Linked DNA regions of Mus musculus: region 1 is linked to region 2. The links are chromatin contacts, called in public HiChIP or PLAC-seq maps. All regions are on one chromosome and are shown on one strand. Each heading gives the region's core, a stretch centred on a gene start, on an enhancer-like site or on the middle of the called end of the contact. The rest is flanking DNA. Distances are from core to core; before and after follow the strand shown.

Region 1 (7,464 bases), core at 3,359-5,858, 83 kb after region 2:
TGGAGGGAAGTCTGTATATTTAGAGTTGGGAAGGTAAGATGCCTTCTGCAATAGCTTTTGTTTTCTCAGTGATCCATGAGGCAAGGGTGTTGATGGACATGTGTCCAAGCTTTAGGGATGGGAATGGCAGCTGGAAGAGAAGAAATGTATGGAATGACCACAGTATGGGGGAGCATTATGAAGCTCCAGTCTCTGGAGTCTTGGTGAGAGCAGGTTGGCAGAGTGAAAGTGTTCAGTGTATATATGTGTTCCCACAGTGAAGAAAGTGCACATGAGTAACCTAGAGGTACTATAAAGTCTAGTTAAAATAGATGAACTAATAATGGCTTCTAGAAATGGAATAAAATATAAGCATTTTAGAACTACTGATAGATTAAAATGTGGCTAAGGTAGAGTTGACGCCATCCCTTACAATGAGGAACAAGAATAGGCAACTTCCTATGGAAGTGAAACTCACTCCACCCCCTTGCTTTTATGTATAACTTATATGCACAGCCACCTATGCTAATAATGAGGCCGCCTCCCTCGGCCACCTCCTGACCCTAGACCATTAAGGGAACATCTGTAAACAAAGCATACCCTGAGTATCTGGAACAGGATATTAGTGGCTTACTGGCTACATGCCTCTCAAGTATTCTTGAGTTGGCCGACCTGCCACAGTTATACATAAATATGTTGCTTTGTTTTGCAAGAGAAAATAGCTGCTATTCTTCAGTAATAATGCTGTATCATTAAGATAATAAAACCTACAGAAATTTTGTCCTGATAAGTATCCTACTAAATTATTATCATTATTTGGATATTACCTTTAGGCTGTTAGATGTATCTATTGGCTAAAGAGCCTAATTTTGAAGCTTTTTGTCTGTGACTGAAAATTTCACTTCTCATCTTCTCTTTTGCTAGATGAATGAGCATTTTTCAAGGGTCAGCGTGGCTATGTGATTGGTTTGTTGTTCTAATTAGGGGTCTTTTTGTTGTGTGCTCCATCCTCTGGTTTTTTGTTTTGACCATTTTCCATCATTTCATGTTTGAATACAGAACAATTTTCATTTTGTAAATTACCGTTCCAGTCTGGTTAATGTGCTGCATATACTTGAGAGACTGAACATAATTGAGGATTCCAGGCCACTTTGGGTTATAGAACGTGAGTTTGTCTCACAAAAACAAAACAAGACAGAATAGAACAAAACACTCGTATCATTGTTCGGGGACATTTTTCCTATTCAGTTTCTCTATATTAAGGTGAAATCTAGCAATAATTGGGGGCTTTGTGGTGATAGCACAACATATTTTGATGTCATTAATATTGATTATCTTGAGGGACATTTGCGCCTGGACGCCAATTGTCTGATCCCAAATACTGCTAGTATAATTGTATATAACTTATTCACCCTCCCAGTGTCTTAGTTTCCTCTTGGGCCACTCAGTGGTATATGTATACTAATTAAAGTAATATGGAAAAGACCTACTTGATCCTATGGTAAATATCTAAAAGTTTCTTGTTAGAGCTACGTTGAAAATATGGAATGCAAATTAAGAGATCATGTCCTATGTAGCAGAAGATAGCCTATTCGGCCATCATTGGGAAGAGGCCCCTTGGTATTGCAAACTTTATATGCCTTAGTACCTGGGAATGCCATGGCCAAGAAGTGGGAGTGAGTGGGTAGGGGAGCAGGGTGGGGGGAGGGTATAGGGGGCTTTTGGGATAGCATTTGAAATGTAAGTGAAGACAATATCTAATAAAAAAAAAAGAGATCATGTCCATGTTTGGTTTTAAAATAAGTTGTTTATCCTGAAATAGCCATGAGAAGAAAGAGACTTTAAAACTTATCCCAATGCATACAAAGAGAATTCTTTAATCATGCTTTAATGCACAGCTTGGTAGCAGTCTCTTAAGTCTGAGAGGTGTCTTTTCTTTCTTAATTGGTGGACTCATGTTTAATGTTGAAGCAGGCATGAGCTTGATGGTGGGAGTTATTGGGAGTTATGGGGGGGCTTGAGGTGGTGGACTCGCTCTATATCTCGACTTTGGTGGTGATATGAGCCTGTGATAAATGTATACAAGTCAATGGACACATCCAATAAAACTGGAGACATCGAAAAAGACTCTGGATTGTATTAACAGCATTTTATCTGTAACATAATATACAGTTTTGCAAAATCTTGATGCTGGGGGAAATTAAGTCAAGGCTGTCTTAAAAGTGACCTCGGATCTCCAACAGTCTCAAGATTACTGTCATCCAAGGCACACGCCCAACTGTTGTGTGAATACTGTTGTGTCAATGAGTACTCTTTGTTTGCTTTCAGGTTGTTCCTGCTTGATTGCTTCAGCGTGCCATCGGCTTCGTAAGTTCATATTTATTTATTTCTTTTGTTTCCCCTCCTTTTTTTTTTAATCCCCTTTCCCAGGATCTTGCCTTCACTTATCCCAAAGGAATATCTTATGACCTGGGGTAAACTATTTTCCTTATTTGGAGCATAGATTGGTATTTTTAAGGTCCTTTTTCAGTGGATCCCTAATGCTAGGAGATGGATTATTTTGAGGGTAGTAACATGATTGCTTATTCAGTGTAGTTGGGGAAAGAGGACTTCAGTGGATAATTATATCCATGGTACAGAGCGTCTGTGTATAATGGGAGCAGTGTGAGATCTGAAGACTGAACACTTGGAGTTTCCATCCTCCTGCTGTATGACACTGGCAAGTCTCTTCACCTTGCTAGAGCCCATTTTCTCCTCTCTGAGAAACACGTTCATAATGCCTCAGTCAGTTGTAAGAGGAGGATCAAGTTGTAATATCGCAGTTCTTTGCAAATGCTTCTGAAAGATTGGTAAGTGAGCCCATGAGTGTGTTTGACCCTGGCCACAGGCTTTCTTAAAGTAGTAAATTTCATGAGTACTTCTGAAAAATAATTTGATGTAGAGGAGCTTAATGAGTTTCCAGAGAACCTTGTTTGAGTCAGAGTGACCTGCAATTATGTGACGCCGATCATAAGACCAGCTTCCTGTCATGAGCAAGCTTTGGAGGCATGCTAATTTCACAGTACCTTGTAAAGAAATTCCTGACAGATATTTTTGTCTCCATTTCAGAAGACTAGGAAAACAGAGATGTTAGTGTAACCCCTTAACCTAAAGTACGTCAATGGACAGATTTAGCTTAACATTCTTGATAAAACAGTCACTTGTCTTTGTCACAGGCACCTGTCTCCCCTCCCTGCCTTTATCATCTTCTTCCCTTCCCCTTTTGTCTCTTTTTCTCCTTCTTTAGTTTTCTGAGAGAGGCTCTCGTTATTGAGCCTAGGGTTGGCCTTGAACTCGTGACCCAACACTGTGAGCGTCTGAGGGCCATGCTGAGATTACCAGCGTGTGCTATCACAATCGCCACTTTGGCCTTTTTAAAGCTCATTCCTGTCTAACCTTGAAAATAAGTGGAAGCCTTTCACAGAGGGCTGTTGACTACTCTCTGTGGTACCTCTGTAGTAGTTAAAGATAGACAAGAATCAGTGAATTCAGGGCTCAGGAAATCTGTGGTGAGCCCTAGGACAGTACTGAAGCTTGGAACTGGGCATGTGGGAAGGGTGTGTTCTGCATCAAGAAGTGGGTTTTCCATACCTTTAGTTCCAATATTGTTTATTTTCTCTTCGGTTTAGGAATTTTGAAAGGTAAGCCATCTCTCCTGTTTACTCAGGATGAGTGACAGACACGAACACATTTCATTACAGGGTTTGGTGAAGGTCGCCTCAAAGGAGCAGTTCTGAATTCAAGGGCAAATTTAGAAACCCTTTTAATTATGTTTGTTTAATAGAGGTAACCCCCCCTTGGGAAAACATATTTTCTTTCAGACTCTGTTGGTTCGCCCTGCCCCTGGCTAGCCCTCTTCACTCCCACAAACGTGCAAACACTCCTTCACACAGAGACCACTATTTAGGACCTGGCTACCCAGCTAGATTCCCCAAGTTAAAGGGGAAAAAAAAGGTAACTGTTTCGCCCCTGTTCCTATTTCTGTTTAGCAAACAGAATTTATACAAACTATACTCTTCTCTGAGCTGTGTGGCCTTCCCTGGGGACGGTGCCTTCGGGAACGTCTAGAAGTTAGAAATTACACTTTTCACTTGAAGTAACCAGGAACTTGTACAGTGTAGGGGCTTTGCTGGAACACAGGAGTGGATTGATAAGGGGCTGGTCGGGGGACCTTCCACCACACCTATACAACTGTTAGGTTGGGAAGAAACTTTCCAGAGAGTTTGGGTTCAGTGGAGAAAAGAAATTTCAGACGGTTAAGTGGATCACCATTCGTAAAGATACCATGGAAGGAGAAAGGGAGAGCGAGAGAGAAGAAGTTTATTTATGGAATGTCAGGGAGCCATTGAGGCCCAGCAGGATCTAGAAACCTAGGACTTTCCTCCAGGCCTCTCTTCTCCCCCTGACCTTGGATGAACTAGTGAGCAGTATATTATGCCAGCCGATTGTATCGTTTTGTCACGGTTAGCATTCTGGACTGTCACTGGAATGTAGGAAACAGATGAATTTGAATTGAACCATGAGGTGGTCTGCCCGGCCCTCTCCTGGTCTCAAGGAGACCTGTCGCAGTTTGTCTGGGCTGGGCCTTAATGAAAGCTTTAGAGGGAGAGAGAGGTGGGCCTTTGATCTCTTTGTTCCTGCTGCACCCTGGGAACTGGCTGAAATCAATGCGCTGTTTTCCTGAAGGAGTGAATGGGTCTGCCTAACTAGCTTTGTAAAGCTGTGGGGAATTCACTGCCTCTGTTTATTGACAGCTGAAAGGGAGCGCATGGGGTGGAATGGACCTTCTTGTGAAAACCAGGCACAGGAAAAATTAGACCTCAATTTAACACAGAGGAATTTGGAAATTCACCCCAAAGGAGCCGGGAGTTTCTCATGCTTACATTAGAATGACTCAAGTTTGGGGCTAGTGTGTAATGAACAATGGGGGTTTTGTCCCAACTATGCTATAAGTAGGAATATGGTATGCATAATGAATGACGGCAAGTAGCCGGCCATTCAACGTGCCCTTCTCTTTTTAAAACCCAGACAGAAAGACAAATGCGAACCATGATATAATCAGGTGATCCCCTCCTTTCTTTCCACCAAGAAGAAGCATTAATGGCATGGCTGGCTCCTTCAAAGTTTGTTTTTCATTTGTTTGTTTCAAAACATCTTTGAACTTGAGATCTAAGTTCATGGCGGGGACCCATTCTGTCTTGTGATTATTGCAGGGATACAATGATTACACATCATGGAGTTTTTTTTTTTTTTCTAGTCCCAGAACTGCTGAGAATGTCCGCAGAGTGTGTCGGAAACAAATGCGACAGACAGTGGACGGAGATAGCTCCTGGAGTAACAATAGTTTGTAAATCTTAAAATTAACTACCTTCCTTTTCAGAACATGGTAAAGTAGGAGCTCTGGTTTATGGCAAGGAAATACCCCACCCTTTCTTAGCTCTCTTCCCTCACTGGCCTGATGCTTGATTTCCCAGAAAGAATTTATGGCTCCCTCCTTTGGCCCCAGCCCTTTGTGCATACCTCAACCACAGCACTTAACACGTCCCCCAGAGCTCTTTGTTTAGGTGTATTCTTTTAGCTAGAGGTAAAGCAGCTGTGTCCTATTCATTTTTATATCTTCAAGCCCAGCAAAGTTCTTGGCTCAGTAAATGTGGCTGGATGAATGGGGATTGATGGCTCTCTGTACATCCTATGAATGTAACTACTTAACCAGGCTTCCACTGCAAATGCTACATTTTAGGAAAACCTGATTGGTCTATTGAACCTGATCAATGCTGTTGCTGTTCCTTTATGGCGTATTATCAAACACTTTTTTTTTTTTTTTTTGCCTTCATAAGTTTGCGAGCCTCCATCAGCCCCTCTAGAGGAGGCATTTAAAAGCATAGGGCAATGTCCCTTTTGGGGCCAACCTCTGATATCGTTCCTTTCTAAAAGATTCTTAGTGAGTGTCATGTGTAGATATTTTCCCTAAGAAGATGACCAGGCTTTTAATTAAGAGTTCTGTAGACTTTCCCTTGACTGAAATTATCACTTGAGACAGATAAAGCTGCAGTTGAGATGATTTAATTCTATGATATGCTGATAATACAGAATAAAACCTCCCCCCCTCCTCTCACTGGCATTGCTGCCTATCTACCCCCAAGTGGAAACTGAGGAAGAATTTTATCCTGTGCAGCCACTTTGATTTCATAGGACCCTAAATCACACCCAATTGCTGAATTATTCTCACATCAACTCTCTGCCAAGGGGCTTGCACTCTAACTAGGTAGATCATTGTCACTGTTTCCCAGCCCAGGAAGCCTGGGAGGAGGGGGGCTAGGCAGAATGCAGGAGGCATGGGATCTGATCCCATAACTGTTCTTCAGTGTGCTGCTTATTGCCTGTCTGAACCTGAGAACACTTCAGGACTGACCCCTGGCTGGGATGTGACAGGGTGACATGTGACAGAGACATTCCTGAGCTCATGTGTTCCTTACCTACCCACACATAGCATTTCAGTTCCCCAGCGGTGCCTCTTCTGGCTTTTTTAATTACATATCCCTCTAAGGTTGCTGTCACTCCTGATGTGACCTCTGTCTTCAATGTCATCTGGATCTCCTCTGTCCTCTGCACAGTAAACATGCCTTCACTAAGCTGTCAGTCGCCTACCCACTCAGCTCTCCCTGGTCAGTCTTGCGTCTGTCCTTGTTTTTCTGAGTTGAAGCCCACACTAAAGCCATCCACCTCTTACACAGAAGAAGGAGTTGTCATAACATGCACGGTGTTCTTTGAGTGGCCTGGTGACATGTGAAAGACCAATTTTTTCCAAGCCCGTTTGTAATTGTTTTCAGTCACTAAATATGATACTGCATTAAAAACACTATCTAAAGAATATCATTAAAATTACTTGCTGGGCTCCAAATGCATACACCATTGCATACGCCCACAAGATTTTGCTGAAAGGACCCTGATATAGCTGTCTCTTGTGAGGTTATGCCAGTGCCTGGCAAACACAGATGTGGATGCTCACAGTCAGCTATTGGGTGGAACACAGGGCCACCAGTGGAGGAGCTAGAGAAAGTACCCAAAGAGCTAAAGGGGTCTGCAACCCTATAGGTGGAACAACAATATGAACTAACCAGTAACCCCCAGAGCTCGTGTCTCTAGCTGCATATGTAGCAGAAGATGGCCTAGTCAGCTATCATTGGGAAGAGAGGCCCCTTGGTCTTGCAAACTTTATATGCCCCAGTACAGGGGAACACCAGGGCCAAGAAGTGGGAGTGGGTGGGTAGGAGAGCGGGGGGTCAGGAGGAGAAGGGTATGGGGGACTTTCGGGATAGCATTTAAAGAAAACAGTACCATATTACATTGAAATGTAAATGAAGAAAATGCCTAATAAAAAATTGGAAAAAAAATTACTTGCTGGGGCTGGTAAGATGTACTCAGCAGTAATGAATGTTTACTGTT
Region 2 (6,877 bases), core at 3,740-6,239:
TGCCTAGCATCAATCCCAGCCTGGGACTCAATGCCTCTGGACCCCTCTGCACCGAGACTTGTGTGCTGGCAGCCAGGGCCTGTCTCCTAGAGTTCACAGCCTGTCCTTAGTCAATAAACACATTAAAACATGCAAGCACATATGTAAATATATGACTTCACATTCACAGAGTCCAGCCTGGCTGTGGATTAGGCACAAGGCAAAGATGGTTTCTCTTTGTCTTTGTTGTCACTGAGCTGGGTAGGTTTTTGTTTCTATGTTAAATAGTCTGAGCTGGAGGCCAGCAGCTATCTCTTGAGGAGCTGGGCATGTAGAATATTTCAGGCTTACCCCCAGGAAGCTGTGGTATCCCTCGCAAATGGAACCAGCGGTGGTAGGGGGGGTGAGGGGGTTGTCAGCTTGGTCAGGAGCTTCCACCATGAATATGTGCACACGTCCCACACCAGAGCTGGTGTGAACCCATTGTCAGCAAAGCCTGGAGTTATCAGCTCCCCCTAAACATCTGACTCTAGATCACTTTCCTAGGGCTGGCTTGGTCCTCCCGAGTCCCATGACTTACCTCCAGGAGTAGGGACTTGGGACACTGCCTTCTGTCCTCTGCTCGCATCCCTGAAGAATACGGCCTTATATGCTAAAGTGTGTTCAGTAATTTGGACTCATGTGGCATGGGGCACACTCCTCTGTGAACATGCCAGGAGCACCTAGATGAGGGAGGTGAGCCATGGGCCTTCCCAGTCACCAGAGAGGAGGTGCCCCAGGGTGATAGCTCTCCAATAGGAATTACATCTCAATGGCCAGGTGTGCAATGGAGATGGGCATGGAACTAGAAGCGTCAGGGCGGCATGCAGGAGAATTAGGCAGAGAATCCCTCCAAGCCTTCCAGGTGGAGTGATGGGTTAAATGAGGGAGATGTAGCCCTGTTTGCCTGTCTTCTATCTGCGGTTTGGAGGTATGGACAGGTCCTGGGAATCTCTCAGACATCTTAGAGCTCAACCTAGGAGGTCTGAGTCTCCTTCTGCTCAGACAGTCTCACTCCTGTGCACTCAATGAATATGGAGAAGGAGGTCTGAGTCTCCTTCTGCTCAGACAGTCTCACTCCTGTGCACTTAGTGAATATGGAGAAGCCAAGATGATGTCTACATAGAGCCTTCAACCATTTGTTTGGTACAGGAAGGTGCTCTGCATGTGACTAAAAGAACAATGTCATCACCAAGTCAGCCAGAAACTCTCCAGTCTACCACTACCATTATTTGGTGTTTTGCCTGCCAGATGTACTAGTGCAATGGTGTCACATCATTTGTAGGAGTAACCAATCAGTATCTGATTTGACCTAAGGCTCACCCTAGAAGAAGGAACCCATACCCAACTCTGCTTGGGTGGCTAAGTACCTGCGACTGGCTAACGAAGGGACCTAGCATAACACCAAATAATACTAGTCCAACAGAAATAAAGTAGCAATAGAATGACACCTAATGACATTTGCTATACTCACAGATCAGTGCCTTGCTCAGCCAGCGTCAGAGAAAACTTTTCTTGCAGCAGATGGGGAAAAAATACAGAGACCCACAGACAGACATGATGTAGAAAGGGAGAGACCTTGAAACACTCAGCCCTAAATGGGTTGTCTGTTTTTTTTAAATCCCTCCCCAGAGGGCTCTGGGATCCCTATGGAAGAGGAAGTATAAAAAGCCAGCAGGGATTGAAGGACACCATGGAAACAAGGCCCTCTGAATGAACAGGAGCAAAGAGCCTATGAACTAAGAGACTGAAGCAGCAGGCACAGGACCTACATGGTCCTCTACACATACACTGAGTTCCAGTATAGTCTGTTTATGGGATTCCTGAGTCTGTGAATGAGTGGCTCTCTATTCTTGTGCCTTCTCTTGGACTCTTTCCCTTCTCCTTATCTTGTCCAACTCTGATATGGTAGGTTTTTATTCTAATCATAGTACATTTTACTTTGCCATATGTTATTATTACCTCTTAGAAGCGTGTTTTCTTTTGTTGTTGTTTGGATATTTTATTGGATATTTTATTTATTTACATTTCAAATGCTATCCCCTTTCCTGGTTTCCCATCTGGAACCCCCCTATCCCAGTTTCCTCTCCCCCTGCTTCTAAGAGGGTGCTCTCTCACCAACCCACCCACTCCTGTCTCCCTGCCCTGGCTCTCCCCTACATTGGTGCATCCTTCATTGTGTTGTTGTTTTTCTAATGATGTGTGTAGTTTTTGCACAAGAGCTTCGATCTTGCCCCCAGCACCTCCCAGCTTAGCCCTGATTGCTGTTGCCAGCACTGACCCAGCTAGCCCAGGAACTGTTGTGGCCTGGGAGCTGCTGCCAGCACTCTGGCCCCTCCTGGTGCCTCTTCTGTTTCTCTGGCCTAGCTCCGCCAAACCTCCACCATTGGCCTAGTTCCCTTTCCTTCTGGCCTTTGCTCCTGCGGGGTCGCATTACCAGCTCTACCTGAGACTTTTGAATCCTCAGATAAAAACCACACCCTTAGCTTTATGACTTTAGAATTTGTCTGGCTAACACAATTTCTGGACACAGACTTTCCTGTCCTAAACTTATCAGCTAGCCTGTTCAGCTAGCTCCTGCCAACCTCCTAGGCTCTCTCGCGCTCAGGGCAGAGCCTGCTGGCTCTAGCTCCTGGAGATCTTTCATGATTGCTGCATGTTTCTCATTCCAATGCATGGGCAGAAAAACCTCTTCTCTTTACCGCCTTCCTACCTTGGAGCATCAGGCTATGCTTGTAACTGCCAGCCTGCACTCACAGACAGGACCCTAGCATAATTGTCCTCTGAGAGGCTCCACCAAGCAGCTGACCAAAACAGATGCAGAGACCCAGAGTCAAACATTGAACCAAGCTAAGGAAGTCTTATGTAAGTTAGGGGAAGAACTGAGGAACCCAGAGGGATAGGGACTCCACAGAAGACCATCAGAGTCAACTATCCTGTGCCCTTGAGGATTTCCAGAGACTGAACCACCAACCAAAGAGCATACAAGGCCTGGACCTAGGCCCCTGCACATATATAGCAGATGTACAGCTTTGTCTTCACGCAGGTCCCCAACACCTGCTTACCCTGGAGGTGGGGAACTTATCCTGCCTGTGGATCCTGTTCCCCTAACTGGTCTGCCTTGTCTGGCCTCAGGGGGAGAGGATGTGCCTAGTGCTTCAGTGACTTCAGGTGCCTGACTAGGTTGGTAACCAGCTCCCCTTTCTCAGAGGAGAAGGGAGGGGGGAGGGGACACTTGGAGGAGAGGGCGGGTCACTGGAGGTCACTGCAATCAGGATGTAAAGTGGACAAATAAATTAATGAATGGAAAAAAATTAAAACTCTAGGAGAGATGGCTCAGCAGTTAAGAACACTTGCTGCTCTAGCAGAAAGCTTTCATTCCTATCACCCACATGGCAGCTCACAACCATATTTATCCCCAGTCCCAGGGGATCAATCACACTTTTGCATCTCTGCAGACCCCGGATGTGTGTAGTACATAGATATACAGGCAGGGAAAACACTGGTTCATATAAAAAAATTTTAAACTCAAAAAATGTTTAGGAGACACTAAAAACAGGAGATAAAGGAGAGGGTAAGGCATATGGGAGAGAGCATGTTTAATGTAGCATAGGATTACATGCAATTGAGCCTTTGTATGTCATACGCAATACATGTACACAATGAAATTTACTTTAATAACCGAAGAATATGAGTGAATAAAGAAACAAATAGAAATATTAACTGAGTAAGTAAATTAAAAACGGAGATTTCAGGGGTGCAGCTGAGTGGAGTACTTACCCAGAATGCAAGAGGTTCTGAGTTAAAGGCTCAAGTGTTGCATAAACCAGGGGCTGTGGTATGCACCATCTACAATCCCAGCTCTTAATGAGAGTGTTGGGGTAAATGTCCAACCCAAATATGCCCCGGCAATGAAAACACAACACAGGTAATATGATTACATGCTGTGCGCCTAGATTGGGCAGATCTACCGCTCCACTACCATCTTCCACATCTATATGATCTCTTAGAACTTGTGGGTTTCTCCAGGCCACGTGCTTCTGCTCTGCTTTTCTTCTTCCTCCTCCTCCTCTGTGTCCTCTCCCTCTTCCATTTTCTCCTTCTTCTCTCTCTCTCCTCTACCTTCCCTTTATCTGCCCAATCAGCAGCTCTCCTTTATTTTACAAATTAAGGTGGGAAGCAGGTTTACAGGAAATCACCTGAGTGCTGACTCATTCCTTGTGCGCAGCCCCTACGGGAGAACTGAGTTAACATCAAGTATAATTAGCCCCAGGGCTAGCCACAACAGAGAGGAAGGAAAATCAGGAGTTCAAAGTTATCTTCAGCTCTCCTCAGAACTCAAGCCCACAAGTGCGTGTGGAGGGCCAGTGGGATGGCTCCTTTGCCAAAGGCATAAAACCTGATGACCTGAATTCAATTTCTGGGACCAACACATGGAACGAGAGAAGCGACTCCTGAAAACACTCTCTCTTACACACTAAATAATTACAGGACTGAACTTTTCTAAAATTAAATAAATACTTGTGATATGTGTGGGATGATAATGGTGAAGGAAGTATAGACAAATTTCCTAGAGCAGTGTTTCTCAACCTGTGGGACTTAGTCCTTTGTGTGTGGGGGATGATCAAATGACCTATTCACAGAGGTCAAATATCAAATATCCAGCTCATCAGATATTTACTTGATGCTTCATAACAGTAGCAAAACTGCAGTTAGGAAGTAGCAACGAAAAGAATGCTATGGTTAGGGGGCACCACAGCCTAAGGCTTAAACTGTCTTAAAGGGCTGCAGCGTTAATTAGTAAGGCCGAGAACACTGATGTAGATCCTGAACCCAGGAGTCGGCGTTCTAGAATCACCTTGGTATCTGGAACCATCATTGAGGAACTGTTCCCACCTGTAGCTGCCTGCTGCAATCAGCCAAGTGCTCTGGGTACCCCTGGTGACTGTGACTCCTCCCATCATGCAACACAAAGGAAAAAGGATGGTCCTCTCAGTAGACTCAAAGGAGAAAAATACAAAAGATGTAACAGCTCTCTGTACTCCCAGGTGTTTGTAAATGAGAAAATGACCCCATAAAGAGGTCTAAAACCAAAGCACAAAAAAACCCATGCTGAAAGAAGAGGTCATTTAAGATAACTCCTTTTTAAAGTGTGTGTGTGTGTGTGTGTGTGTGTGTGTGTGTGTGTGTGTGTGTGTGTGTGTGTGTGTCTGTGTCTGTGTCTGTCTGTGTCTGTGTCTGTGTCTGTGTCTGTGTCTGTGTCTGTGTCTGTGTCTGTGTCTGTGTCTGTGTCTGTGTCTGTGTCTGTGTCTGTCTGTGTCTGTGTCTGTGTTCAGGACAGAGGACAACTCAAGAGAGTTAAATCTCTCCTTCTGCAACATTACTCCACTGGATTGACTCAGGTTCTCAGACCCTGAAGCAGCTTTTTTTCTTGGGAGTAGGGGTGGGGGTGGCACCTCAATGACAACACTGGATGACAGGGGACAGGGGACAGGGTAGAGCTCTAGTTTGGTGGTGGAGCACTTGCCTGACAGACTCAAAGACCATGTTTGTATTGCACATCCAGCCAGCCATAATTACAAACAAACAAAACCCCAAGAAATATAAGTCAGTAGTGATCAATATATCAAGTCGATATAAAAACATGACCATCTTCCATATATATATCCCTAAATATACTCTTTTTTCCCTTTGATTTAAGTTTTATTGCATAATGATGAGAAAAGATACATAATTTCAATTTATCTGAATTTGTTAACATTTAAAAACATATTTTGAGTAAATAGACTTACATCACATTCTTCTTTCCCTTTTGTACCCCAACTCCTCCCAGAGAGCCCCCCATCAAAACCTGCAATACCTTATGTTTTTATCATATCTTTAAAATTTATAAAGTATTGTAACAATAAAAATGAGTATTATAAAAGTTGTTTGATAGAACACAACTGAACAGTCTTATGTAGATGTTTGTCTACAGCAATACTGAAAGTACATACGCTTTTCTCAGTATAAATTTTAAATAACTCAAAATATATTAACTGTATGATATTTTAAAATAATATATCACTATTACTTTTTTAAAGAACATAAATAGACAAAGTCTTTTTGTTTGTTTGTTTTGTTTTTAATAGAGCTTACAATCTAGTGGTACAAACACAAAATAAGAACAGTGTTTGGACACTGGAGTTCATTGTAATAAGGCTGGACTTGAATGTTCCTCTCATCACCAAAGGATTTTACCTCCATAGTAGCTAAGCTAAGAGTTGACAGTTCTGCTGCACCAAGGAATGAATTGTAGGCACGATTTTTGGATACAGATTTCCTGCTACTGTCAAAGCTACTTGACTTGAGTGATTGTCGTCATTCTCAGCCCACAGGGAACAGGTCACATTCATTTAAGGAATGGTGTGTGTAGTAAGATGGTCTATCCATGAAGCCATTCATCAACTGTTTCAGTGAGCAATGGTTCTGCTTGGAGGGTGGCACAGACGTTAGGTGAGGGCAAGATTCTGGTTCATTGGATGTGATGATTTTGAAAAGCATTCATCTCAGAATAAGAGTAATTTATAAAGTCATCTTCTTCAAAATTGATACAATAATTATCAATATCAAGCAAAGCCTTCAGTCTCACTCTTTACTGTTCTTTTACAAGCCACCTCCCAAATTAATTGTCTACATTTCTTTTGGCTGTATAAATAATTTTGAAATGTGTAAGCTGTTCTGAAAACCATAGTATAGTGTAAAAACATCAAATAAATAGTCCTACTAATAGAGAGGCTGAGATAGGAGAAGCATGATTTCAAGACCATTATATGGCACACAGCAAGACCCTGACATGTACAAATAAGCAGAAAGTGTA

What was found. HiChIP or PLAC-seq counts read pairs in DNA pulled down with a chosen protein or histone mark.
Region 1: a contact with region 2 is called in an H3K27ac HiChIP or PLAC-seq map of embryonic stem cells, with 19 read pairs. The contact joins two enhancer-like sites. A contact is called at or near these places in 4 of 39 promoter capture datasets (embryonic stem cells, hippocampal neurons, stem cell-derived epiblast-like cells and 1 more), 15 of 484 Hi-C or Micro-C datasets (the AML12 cell line, CD8 T cells, the MNK3 cell line and 11 more), 6 of 115 datasets of contacts at active chromatin or transcription factors (embryonic stem cells, pancreatic cancer cells and stem cell-derived neural progenitor cells) and 3 of 9 other capture datasets (adipose tissue, embryonic stem cells and pancreatic islet).

Annotation. Positions count from the first base shown.
Region 1 is chr10:13,103,548-13,111,011 of GRCm38.p6, forward strand. It overlaps Plagl1 (pleiomorphic adenoma gene-like 1), which reads left to right. Exons shown (of 6, transcript NM_009538.3): 2 at 2,308-2,346. Among named protein-coding and RNA genes, the nearest start is that of Hymai, 16 kb to the left of the region's middle. Within about 2 kb of position 4,609, at least 58 of the 459 cell types and tissues checked have an H3K27ac peak or open chromatin away from gene starts, as enhancers often do. A contact at or near this core is called in embryonic stem cells, where this site is marked.
Region 2 is chr10:13,019,927-13,026,803 of GRCm38.p6, forward strand. No RefSeq gene overlaps it. Among named protein-coding and RNA genes, the nearest start is that of Sf3b5, 15 kb to the left of the region's middle. Within about 2 kb of position 4,990, at least 5 of the 459 cell types and tissues checked have an H3K27ac peak or open chromatin away from gene starts, as enhancers often do. A contact at or near this core is called in embryonic stem cells, where this site is marked.